Regions from separate parts of the Macaca mulatta genome. Here region 2 is linked to region 1. Evidence: chromatin contacts called from public Hi-C data. All regions are on one chromosome and are shown on one strand. The core of a region is the stretch at or near the end of the contact, and the rest is flanking DNA. Distances in the headings are between cores, read along the strand shown.

Region 1 (5,642 bases), core at 2,329-4,828:
ATGTATAAGCATTTTTAGGAACTTTCTATTACTGTACTCTCCTGACACCAGATTTTGCATTTTCCAACTAGCCTGTTATAGGGAATGTTCCATTCGTATCATTTAATTTGTAAAGACTGAACTTCAGGCAAGTGGGGTGGGGAGGACTTTTTAAAGTGGTCACAGGGAGACTTTCATAAGGTTCCTAATCTCACCCAGAAGTGCTACTGGTCTGCCAGCCCCACCTCAGTGCCTGGCTCCCAAGAGCATAATGAATATCCAAGTGCACAAACTCAGTTTCTACACACCATTTTGTAATCAAAGTCTTCATTTGGGTACCCTACCTCTGAGCACAAGGACTAGGATAAGGCAAGTGAGGAATTCACCTTGGGAACAGAATTTAAGAGGGCTCCAAGAAGCTCAGAATCAAGATAACACTTTAATGCAACACTTTAAAATCAAAATTGAGGCAAAAACCCATTATGAACAAGACATCAAATTTTTAATAAGGCAGGATAAGTATTATTGACTTTTTTCTTTTAGCTCAGGCTCCAATATGGCTCAGCTTGGTACTTCCTCTGACTCTCACTTCCTTCAATTCTGATGAAACACACTGAGAGTGCACATAATGGAACGTGCAAAGGAGGCACATTTGCGCTGATTGCATCACTCTGTGTTGGGAGCTCTCTGGGACAACACTGATGGCCCAGGCCAGGGCTGCAGCCTTTCAAGAACAGAAAGGGACCCCAGGAGATACTGCCCCTCAGGATGAGTCCTGGAGCTTTGGTTCAGTTCCCAAAGGCCCAGAAAGAGGTTCTGATTCTGGCACAGCACTGCTGTTCTCTGTTAAAACCATTACTGTTCTACACATATAAATGGCAAAGCCCTATACAGGGTGTTCACCCATTCCACCTCGAGTACTGAAGATGAGATCTCAGCCATGAAACAGTGAAATACTTAACTTCCTGCTCCCCTAAACCTTCCTGTCATGATAAAAGCCATAGACAAACATTATTGATTGTTTGCTATCACTCAAAGAGCAAATGCAAAGAGGGGGAATAAGGGAGAGATTTATCTTTGTTGAGCTGAAAGAACATGATAAACTGTTACAGGGAAGGCTCTGTGTCCTGAAAGACTTACAGTTATTCCTGAGAATCCCCCACCTATTATCCCTCAAGGAGCGCTGGGGTGGGGTGGGGCGGGGAACATTTCATCAGTGCTGTCAGTCAGACATGGCTGCCTCGGGGTAACTCAGCTCTCCTCTGCTACAGTAGCCAGGGAAAGAATGCCAAAGAAGTAATGCTCCTTAATTTAAGTGAATTGGAGGATATTTTTGTAATGAAAATTAATCCTTTCTGAAAATAAATGATGGCAGGGGGCCCACTCCTGAACCAAGTACCTGTACTGTATAACGGCTGTGGCCAGACCAAAATCTGTAAGCCTCCTGGTGCTGCAAAGGCAGGGTTGATCTGAGGCATCCCATAGGTGATCTTCCCCAGCTCCTGGTGCCTCAGCAGCATTGCCTCCCACCCACAGTCCCAATATCCATCCTGTGTCATCTCCACTGGCCTTTGGTAAGAAATTAGAGACCAAGTTTAGTAACGATCTCTCACAATTATTTTTTCATTTTATTAGATTATTGATTGATAAGAATTTTAAGGAATCTCTTAATAGGCATTTGTAATAGGCAGTAGGTAGATATTCTGTGGCTGGAGATCCTGTGACACATGCCCTGCGGGGGTAACTTCAGCCCCTGGGGATGGTCACAAGTCAGTTAAACAGAAAAACTAAAAGCCCTGACTAACTTGCTGACTTCCGCAGTGTCCTTGCATGGGAGATGTAGAGAAATTGGAAACACTCTCAGAGGACAAGGTTTGCTTAGTACATGATGCCTTTGCCCTTGATATTTCCTCTGTTTGGAATATTTTCCCCTATATCTGCCTCAAATTTCCCTTCTATAGTAGGCAGAATAATGCTCCCCTCCCCCCATATGTCCACATACTAATCCCTAGAACTGTGAATATGTTAGGTTTCATGGCAAGAAGAATTAAGGTTGCAGATGGAATTAAAGGGCTAATCAGCTGACCCTGAGTCGGGGATTATCCAGGTGGGCCCAATATCATCACAATGATCCTTATAAGTAGATCGTTGAGACAGCCATGTTGGAAGGATCTGAACTGACATTAATTGCCTTGAAGAGGAAGGAATGGGGATGAAAGTCAAGGAATGTGGGCAGCCTCTAGAAGCTGAAAAAGACAAGGAAATAGAATCTCTCCTACAGTCTCTAGAAGGAATGAAGTCCCACTAACACCTCTCTGTCAGCCCAGGAAGACTCACTTTGGACTTCATACCTCAAAAACTGTAAGAAAATAAATTTGTGTGGTTTTTAAGCCATCAAATTGGGGGTAATTTGTTACAACAGTGGTAGGAAACAAATACACCTCTTTAGCAGTTGATCTCAGCTCCAACGTCATCTTCCTAATAAGACTTTCCTTGACAGCCCTTGCTTGCTAAAATATCTCCCAAACCACCAGGCATTTTCTATAACGCACTTTTTGTTTGCTGATGATTATCTAAATTTATTGTATTTCCATTTTATTGCTCTTCCCTCTCATAAGAATGTAAGTTCTAGAAAGGGTGGGATTTTGTTGCTCTTATTCACCTATGTATCTCCATCGCTTAGGACATGGGAACATAGTAGACATTCAATTAATATTTGCTGTGTGAATGAGCCGTAAGGTAACGAGGACCATAAAACTCATGCCCTTCTAAATCACAATTAGAGGGCAGCTGTTAGAAGAGTCCCAAACCCAGTAAGTCCTGTGTTGCAAGGAACTGTCCAGTAGAAAACAGGAATAAAAACAGAATTAGCAAGAATAATATGAAATCAGTTGCTTAATTCCAGGCAGTGGAGGCAGAAATCTTGAATAGTAAATACTCTCCGTGAACAAGTGCAGACAAGAGTTCCGTGATTGCCAGTAAGTAATCAGTTTGGAAAGACCAGAGAGGGGTCAAATATAGGTAAACTGAGTTAATCACATAAACTGCTCAATCATCACAATTCTTAAAAGATCACACACAAAAATACATTAACAGGAGAAAAATAGTAAAACAGGACAAAACAGTAAAATTACTTTCTTTTACTACTGATGGGTCAGTTTTCTACTGGAAATTCTTAAAAGTATCAGGTTCAGCTAAAGACTACAGTGTTGATCACCTCTCCAGTTTTCCTAGTCTGAAATGAAATAAGCAGACCTGGTACTTAAAAAGACACTTTAAGAAAGAGCTGGCCCCAGAGAGGCAGGATCCGCCTACCCCAGTGAGTGAGGCCGTCCTGACACCTGGTCAACATTCTGGTGTCAACATTCTGGAAAACGGCCTCCAGGCTCATTGCTCCGCCTAGAGCCGCGCCACCTCCAAAGGGTAGCACCGGCTACCCGCTCCGCAGAGCCGACTCCAAGCCGCGCAGAGCTGGAGGGTCGTCGTCCCGAGGGGACCTGAGCGCTCACTCAGTCAGCCAATGGCCACGGAGCTAGGGCGGGACCTGAGAGTATCCTGCCAATGGGAGTACGGCAGGGCTGGAGGCTGGAGTGCCAGGGACTCAGGGCGGCCGTGGCGTTCGCACCCCCAGCTCGGGCAGATGTGGAAACTTTGGGGAGGTGAAGAGGGCGCAGCGGCGCTCGGCGGCGCGCTCTTCTTGCTGCTTTTCGCGCTGGGGGTCCGCCAGCTGCTGAAGCTGAGGAGGCCGATGGGCTTCCCTCCGGGGCCGCCGGGGCTGCCATTTATCGGCAACATCTATTCCCTGGCCGCCTCAGCCGAGCTTCCCCATGTCTACATGAGAAAGCAGAGCCAGGTGTACGGAGAGGTACCGCTCCGACGGGTCCCGGGCAGGGAGGGCCGCCAAACTGGCCCGGGCTGGCCAGGGCCTTCCTGGTTGGACTTATGGCCGCTCGTGAGCCGAGTAATAGGGACCTCTCCATATGCCGGCTGCCCGTTGAGGGACATCCGTTTCCATGCTGTGGAAGGGAGAAGTCCTCGACGCCGTGCCCCCTGCAAGGGGAGCCCCGCCCCTGCCGGTGACCCACTCCGGGCCGAGGCCCCGAGGCGATCCAGGCCTGATTTTCCCGCTACCGCTCGAGTTCTTGCTCCTGCGCCTGCGCCGTTTGGCTCGCCGGCTGCGGAGCCACTTCAGGTCCAGGTTGGACCCCTGCCCTCAGGGCGGGCGTCTTGCGAGTCGGCCTCGCAGCTCTGTGGAAGCTGCACGCGGCTTGTCGGAAAATTAAGGCGTTCTAAATTCTAGATGGTTAATAACAGGTTCTTCGGTGTTTGCAGTCGATGAACTACTGGTGTAGGCGTTTGCTGTGAGAATGGAGAACGCAGGGGAACGCCCCTAACTGAGAAGCTGGCCCTGGGAAATGATTGTGAACGCGTGAATGAATTGATGACTAAAATCCGCTGCGGGGGTCCCACAGCACAGATGGCAATGCCGTTCTGACTGGCTGGGAACGGCCCCTTAGCAGATACTTAAAAGGCGCCTTCTGTGTGCCACTGTCACTGCCAACTTGGTGACTCATTTAAAACTCACAACCAGCCGGTGAGGTCGGTACTTAGCTCCTCCTCAATCTGCGGAGGAGAAAGCAGCACGGAAATGCCTTGTGACTGGCAGCGGAAAAGGCGACCCCCGCATGTGTGTGGGTGTCCTGAAGTCCGGAGGGGGCAGGAGTTTCCACGGGGCCTGACCAGAGCTTTACCTGTTTTGTTTTGAATTACACTTATTTATATGCAACTACAGGCCTGACGCTAGCGGTGAAAAAGGCAGATACAGCCTTTTAAGGAGTTGGCAGATGAGTGGGAGAGAAAACTAATCTCTTTATCGACCACAGGCTGTGGTCAGTGTTTTGAAGGAAAAGTACAGGGATGTTTGGCAACTGTGGTATTTCAGGTTTGACCTTAAATCCTTACTTAAACCAATTTTTACAAGAATTGGGCTAGGTGCCCGGGCGCAGTGGCTCACGCCTGTAATACCAGCACTTTGGGAGGCCCAGGCATGCGGATCACGAAGTCAGCAGATCAAGACCACCCTGGCTAACACGGTGGAACCCCGTCCCTACTAAAAAAATACAAAAAATTAGCCGGGCGTAGTGGGGGCGCCTGTAGTCCCAGGTGCTCGGGAGGTTGAGGCAGGAGAATGGTATGAACCCGGGAGGAGGAGCTTGCAGTGAGCTATCTCGCCACTGCACTCCAGCCTGGGCGACAGAGCAAGACTCTTTCTCCAAAAAAAAAAAAAAAAAAAAAAAAAAAATTGGTCTAGGTTTCTAGAATAGTAAGTCACTAATGGTTTACGTTCCTTTCACGACTCACTAATAGTTTACGTTGTTAAAGGTAAGCTGGACGAGGTAACAAAAGTATGTGTAATTCTTAGATCTTATTTTCCAGCCGACAGTTCTCCCAGAATTGAGTTTATTCAAAATGTGAAAGCATAAGACTAGAAATCGGGTCTTCTGCCAGACAAAACTTGACCCCTGTTCTGAGACTTAGTTTTTTTTTCATCTCGTTAGTGAGAATAACAACGGAAAACAGTAAAGTGCTACTCAAGTGTTCTGGTTATTGTATGTGTTATTAGTTTCTTTTTTTTTTTTTTCTTTTTCTTTTTTTTTTTTTTT
Region 2 (5,642 bases), core at 2,151-4,650, 330 kb after region 1:
GAGGTGGGAGGATCACTTGGGCCCAGGAGGTCAAGGCTGAAGTGATTGTGCCACTGCACTCCAGCCTGGGCAACAGAGAAAGACCCTGTCTAAAAATATATATATATATGTGTGTGTGTGTATATATATATATGTGTATATATATATATATCTTAAGAGCTGAGGAGCTGAGTATGGTGGCTCACTCCTGTAATTTCAGCACTTTGGGAGGCCAAGGAGGGAGGATCACTTTAAGGTCAGGCATTCATGACTGGCCTGGGCAACATAGTAGAACCGTGTCTCTACAAAAAATTTTAAAATTAGCCAGGTATGGTGGTGTGCACCTGTAGCCCTAGCTACTTGGGAGGCTGAGGCAATAGGATGGCTTGAGCCCAGGAGTTCAAGGTTACAGTGAGCTGTGATCATGCCACTATACTCTAGCCTGGGCTACACAGCTAGACTCTGTCTCTTAAAAAAAAAGTTGTTGTTGTTGTTGCTGTTTTTAAAGATGTATCTTGAGTCAAATCCCCAAAACACACAAAGAGGAGCTGAAAGTCATATAAACCTTTAATAAACCCTTGGGACTTTCAGTTTTAACAAAAAGGTCAACCAAACGCCCCTTCTTTTGGTCTACAAGTAGAGCTTTGATAACAGCCATTCTGAAGAGTCCAGACAATTGCTGTGAATAAAGGATGTATCACAAAGCCCCAGATATTTGCTTAGGAAATAATAATCAGAAGGACAGGTTTTGGAGTGATCTGTCACTCATTCATTCAACAAATGTTTAGTGAGTGCCTACTATATGCCAGGCTTTGTTTCAGGTACTAGGAATATCTCAGTAAATTTTTTAAATGTTTTAAAAAAGTAAAAAAAAAGTTTGGATATTTATGTGATTCCCTGTTGCATACTTACAATGTGTGCTTCAACTTTTATTTAAACTAGATTCAGTGGGTTTCTTTTATTTGTATCCAAAAGGCGCTTTCTATAAAAGTGACACAGTAATAAGAGGTTACCATCCCTAATTGCAGGAAGCTCCTACAAGTCAGTAAGAAAATGATTAACACAATAATATGAGGAAAGGAATGAAGTGGCAATCCACTAAAGTAATATAAACAGCCAATAAATACAACAAAAGATTTTTTTTACTACTAATAAAAAAACTATAAATAAAATTTAAAAAGAAACACATTTTCTCAACTTGATAAAAGTAAAAAGTACTTATAATATCCAGTGTTGGTGAGAATATAGAGAAAATTGACTCTCAGGCAGCGTAGAATATTAAATGGATACAACATTTTTTGCAACTCAGCCATATTTATCATAACTGTAAATGTAAATTCCCTTTGACCTCACAATTATATGAATTCTTCATGAGGGAAGGTAATTATGCACACAATAGGTGTGTATGTACAAGAATATTCATTATAGTATTTTTATGACACCAATAACTTGGAAACAATCTAATTGCACACCAATAGTTAGGCAAATTATTGTATTTCCATAAAATAAAATACTATGCAACTATTGAAAATAATATAGACGATTACTTATGGACATATGATAGCTATAACTTTTTAAGTGTATTAATAAAAACAGTTCAGTATCATCTTATTTTTTTAAATTGTATATTACACATCTGTGTGAGGCATGTGGCTAGAGAGATATATATGGAAAGAACTGTCAAAATGTTTACGTAGTATATGACAATTTATAAATGAGCATTTATTTAATCATTTAGCACTATTTATAAACAATATGTGCCATGCATTGTGCTGGGTTCTGGAGAAACGAAAGAGAACAATCTATTAATTTAATCTGTTAATTTAGTCCACCAAATCAACAGTGTTTTTTAGAAATACGGCAATAACCAGTGTTGATGAATTAGAGGAGGCAACCTCATATACTACTGTTGAGAGTATATGTTGGTAAAACATTTCTGGAGAACAATTTAGTACTTTTTTTTTTTTTTTTTTTTTGAGACTGAGTCTCACTCTGTCGCCCAGGCTGGAGTGCAGTGGCACGATCTCGGCTCACCACAACCTCCGTCTCCCCGATTCAAGCGATTCTCCTGCCTCAGCCTCCTGAGTAGCTGGGACTACAGGCGCACGCCACCACGCCCGGCTAATTTTTGTATTTTTGGTAGAGACGGGGTTTAACCGTGTTGGCCAGGATGGTCCGATCTCCTGACCTCGTGATCCACCCGCCTCTGCCCTCCAAAGTGTTGGGATTACAGGCGTGAGCCACCGCGCCCGGCCTTTTTTTTTTTTTTTTTTTTTTGAAACAGAATCTCTGTCGCCCAGGCAGGCTGGAGTGCAATGGCGCGACCACGGCTCACTACAACCTCGATCTCCCGGGCTTAAGAGATCCTCCCACTTCAGCTTCCCGAGTAACTGGGACCACAGGCGCATGCCAACATGCCCAGCCTTTTTTATTTTAGTATTATTATTATTATTGTAGCGACGAGGTCCCACTGTATTAAAATAATATAGTGATCTCGAACTCCTGGGCTCAAGCGATCCTCCGCCCTCGGCCTCCGATAGTGCTGGGATTACAGGCTACCGCACCCAGTCTCTTTTTTTACAAAGAATGTAAATAGCCGGTGGATGTTAGATTGGCAGCTGTTTGCAAAGATGTCAGACTATTTCATTACGGAAAGATGCTCTCAAAAGACAAAATAGGTAAGTCGAAAGAACGTGTCCATTTTTTCTCAGTGGCCTAATCAGGTATCATGCTTGGTTTTGAGGACACAGAAAGACAGCGCCCTCATGGAGTTCAAAGTCTGGTGGAGGAAACCAATCATAATAATAATGAGGGGTTAAAGACAACAGAGCCTTGAAAGATAACATCTCCAGGGAATAAGGAAGAGCATTCCAAGGTATCTTGCCAAATGGCAAAAACCGCGGTTACTTTTGCACCAACCTTAATACAAATAAAAGCATGTACACAAACAAGATACTCGAGGAAGAATACGGCTGACACACAGAAACGGATCGTTATCTTGGGGCTTTCCTGCAGCCTCGTTTCTTTCAGTCACGTAACACCCCAAAATCTGTGGACGGTGAATGAGAGCTAGTATCACCCGGAGTCACGGCTGTTGCCTCGTAAGACTTTAGATGCAGCCCGCCACCGGGAGAAACTGGAGGGAATCCGCAATACACAGGAACCAAGAAGGGCTACGTGACAGGGGGTCCCCCGCAGCTCTCAGCCGCCGGCACTCCCAGCCCTGGGTTTCCCGCCAATCTCAGTTACTAGATCTTCCCAGGCTCCGCCCGCCGCCGAGCGGTCGGAGAGTTTTAAGGAAGGGGAAGTGTTGCAAGCCTATCGATATCTCTGGAATAGACTGCGCTACCCTGCGCCGCCGCCATCAGACTCCCGCAGACTTCTCTGTAGATCGCTGAGCGATACTTTCGGCAGCACCTCCTTGATTCTCAGTTTTGCTGGAGGCCGCAACCAGGCCCGCGCCGCCAACATGGTACGTTGAATCCCGACCTCTGGAAGGTTTAGGGCAGAGCTCCGGTGACTCGGGGATGACGAGCCACCTCTCCTGTCATCCTTAGCGCCGCCCGGGGCCACGAGGTATGGGAGCCTCGGCAGACGGCCGGGCTCCGGCAGTGATTCAGCATCTCCGGCCTGGCCGGGTTAGGGGCTGTCGGTAGCCAGTGCGGCCTTTCCACCGCTTTCGCTTCCCGGGGAGCCTCCGACACTTCCTCCTCTGTCAGCTAGATGAGTTCGCCCCTCAGGTTCCTTCAGTGGAGTAGATTCTGAGCGGTCCAGAATAGCCCCTAGTGCTGTGTATGGGAGAGGAGAAGACAGAGACTTGGAGGCCTACCTGTACCACCAGTGCGGACTTGACCCCCAGGTTTGTGTTCCTGGACCGCGTCCGTTTTCCTGGTGGGTCCGTCTGATTTATCTCTCCCCTAGACTTCGGTTAGAAGAGGCCCTTTTCAATAATTTTGTCCAGTCACCTATTTACAGATGAGTAAGCCGAGGCTGAGAAGGGAAGTGATGGAATCTGGGTTACAACATAGGGTTCTGGGTTTCCAGTGCTGTGCTCGCACTCAATCTCACTCCCGTGATTAGTCTCCCCAGCACTGCTAGACTTATTATAATAGTCATAATAGCCGTAATGGTTCTATCGCTGCAGCTGTTTGTGTCCACCTCTAACTTTCTGAGGACATTTTTGTTCATTCAATATGAATATACAGACAGAGCATTTGTACAAGCATAACTACAGTGAACGTTCAAAAGTCATACATGTCCCTAATCATAAAAGCAGAAAGGGACGTTTAGATAAAGAACTGTGGGAGTATGTGTTAGGGGGATTTGGGAAGAAAAGCTAATCATAAAAACAGAAAGGGACGTTTAGATAAAGAACTGTGGGAGTATGTGTTAGGGGGATTTGGGAAGAAAAGGAGAAGACTTCCAGAAATCGACATTTAAGCTAACTTAAAGAAGAGAAAGGCTTTTAACCATTTATTAGGTCCCAATAAAAGGGAGCAGCATAAGCAAAAATAGGCAAGAAAGTTGATTGTGAACTTTAGTAATTGAGCCTAAAGGGATTGCTATGAAGGGTTTTAGAATAAGAGGTTGGAAAAATAGGACCCATTTAGATCTGCTTCTCCCTCTCCCACCAGTTTATGGTAAATGTAGAATTGGCTTACGTCTGAGTACAGTAGTAATCTTCCAGTAAGATTGCATGAACAGAGTGCCTTAACATTGAATGGAAACACAAGCATATTTCTTAATGAATGTTAGAGTTGGGATTTGAAATGTTCTTCTATTAACAGGTCTTTTTTTCTTTTACTTTTAGTTTCGAAATCAGTACGACAATGATGTCACTGTTTGGAGCCCGCAGGTAAAATAATGTTTTTTAAACTATTTCTGTGAAATGGCTTTTTGTGGCTGCAATATATTTAGAAGCTTGTGAGAGCATAGGCTTGGGGAAAATGGAATATAATATTTTAGTCGTTCTTGGAAGTTGCATTTATAATTAAAATAGGTCTCCTAATGGACCTAGAGGACATTATGTTAAGTGAAATAAGCCAGAAACAGAAAGAAAAATATTTCATGCTCTCACTTATATGTGGAATGTTTTGTTTAAAAGAGCAAATATATAGAGAGAGAGAATAAAACAGTGGTTACCAGGGTAGGGAATAGCAGTGGGGAGGAAAAAAGAGGAGATACAAAGTATCAAATATGTAGGTTGAGCAAGTGGAAGGATCTAAGGTACAACATGAAGACTACAGCTAATAATGCAGGTAGTGTTTTGTATTCAGGATTTTTGCTAAGTGAGTAGTTGATAGCTCTTGCCACAGCAGAGGAAAATGGGTAAGTATGTGAGACAATGGATGTGTTCATTCTGCGATAGTGACCCTACTATATATGTGTATCTTACAACATCATGTTGCATACCTTAAGTATATACAACAAAATTTATTTTAAAAGAAGCTTTTGGCTAGGCGCAGTGGCTTATGCCTGTAATCCCAGCACTTTGGGAGGCCGAGGAAGGTAGATTGCTTGAGTCTTGGAGTTCAAGACCACCCTGAACAACATGAAACCTGGTCTCCACAAGAAATACAAAAATAAGCTGGGCGTGGTGGTGCCTGCCTATAGTCCCAGCTACTGGGGACGGTGATTTGAGAGGATTGCCTGAGCCCAGGAGG

What was found. Hi-C and Micro-C count contacts between places; a contact is called where the count stands out from the background.
Region 2: a Hi-C map of cortical neurons shows a contact between it and region 1, with 6 times the contacts expected there. The contact joins the promoter of PSMA1 here to the promoter of CYP2R1 in region 1. A contact is called at or near these places in 4 of 14 Hi-C or Micro-C datasets (blood, cortical neurons, fetal cortex germinal zone and 1 more).

The regions. Positions count from the first base shown.
Region 1 is chr14:50,592,895-50,598,536 of T2T-MMU8v2.0, forward strand. CYP2R1 (cytochrome P450 family 2 subfamily R member 1) reads left to right here and starts at 3,579. Exons shown (of 5, transcript NM_001193958.1): 1 at 3,579-3,844. The coding sequence starts at 3,620.
Region 2 is chr14:50,926,291-50,931,932 of T2T-MMU8v2.0, forward strand. PSMA1 (proteasome 20S subunit alpha 1) reads left to right here and starts at 3,401. Exons shown (of 10, transcript NM_001261021.1): 1 at 3,401-3,451; 2 at 4,790-4,834. The coding sequence starts at 3,449.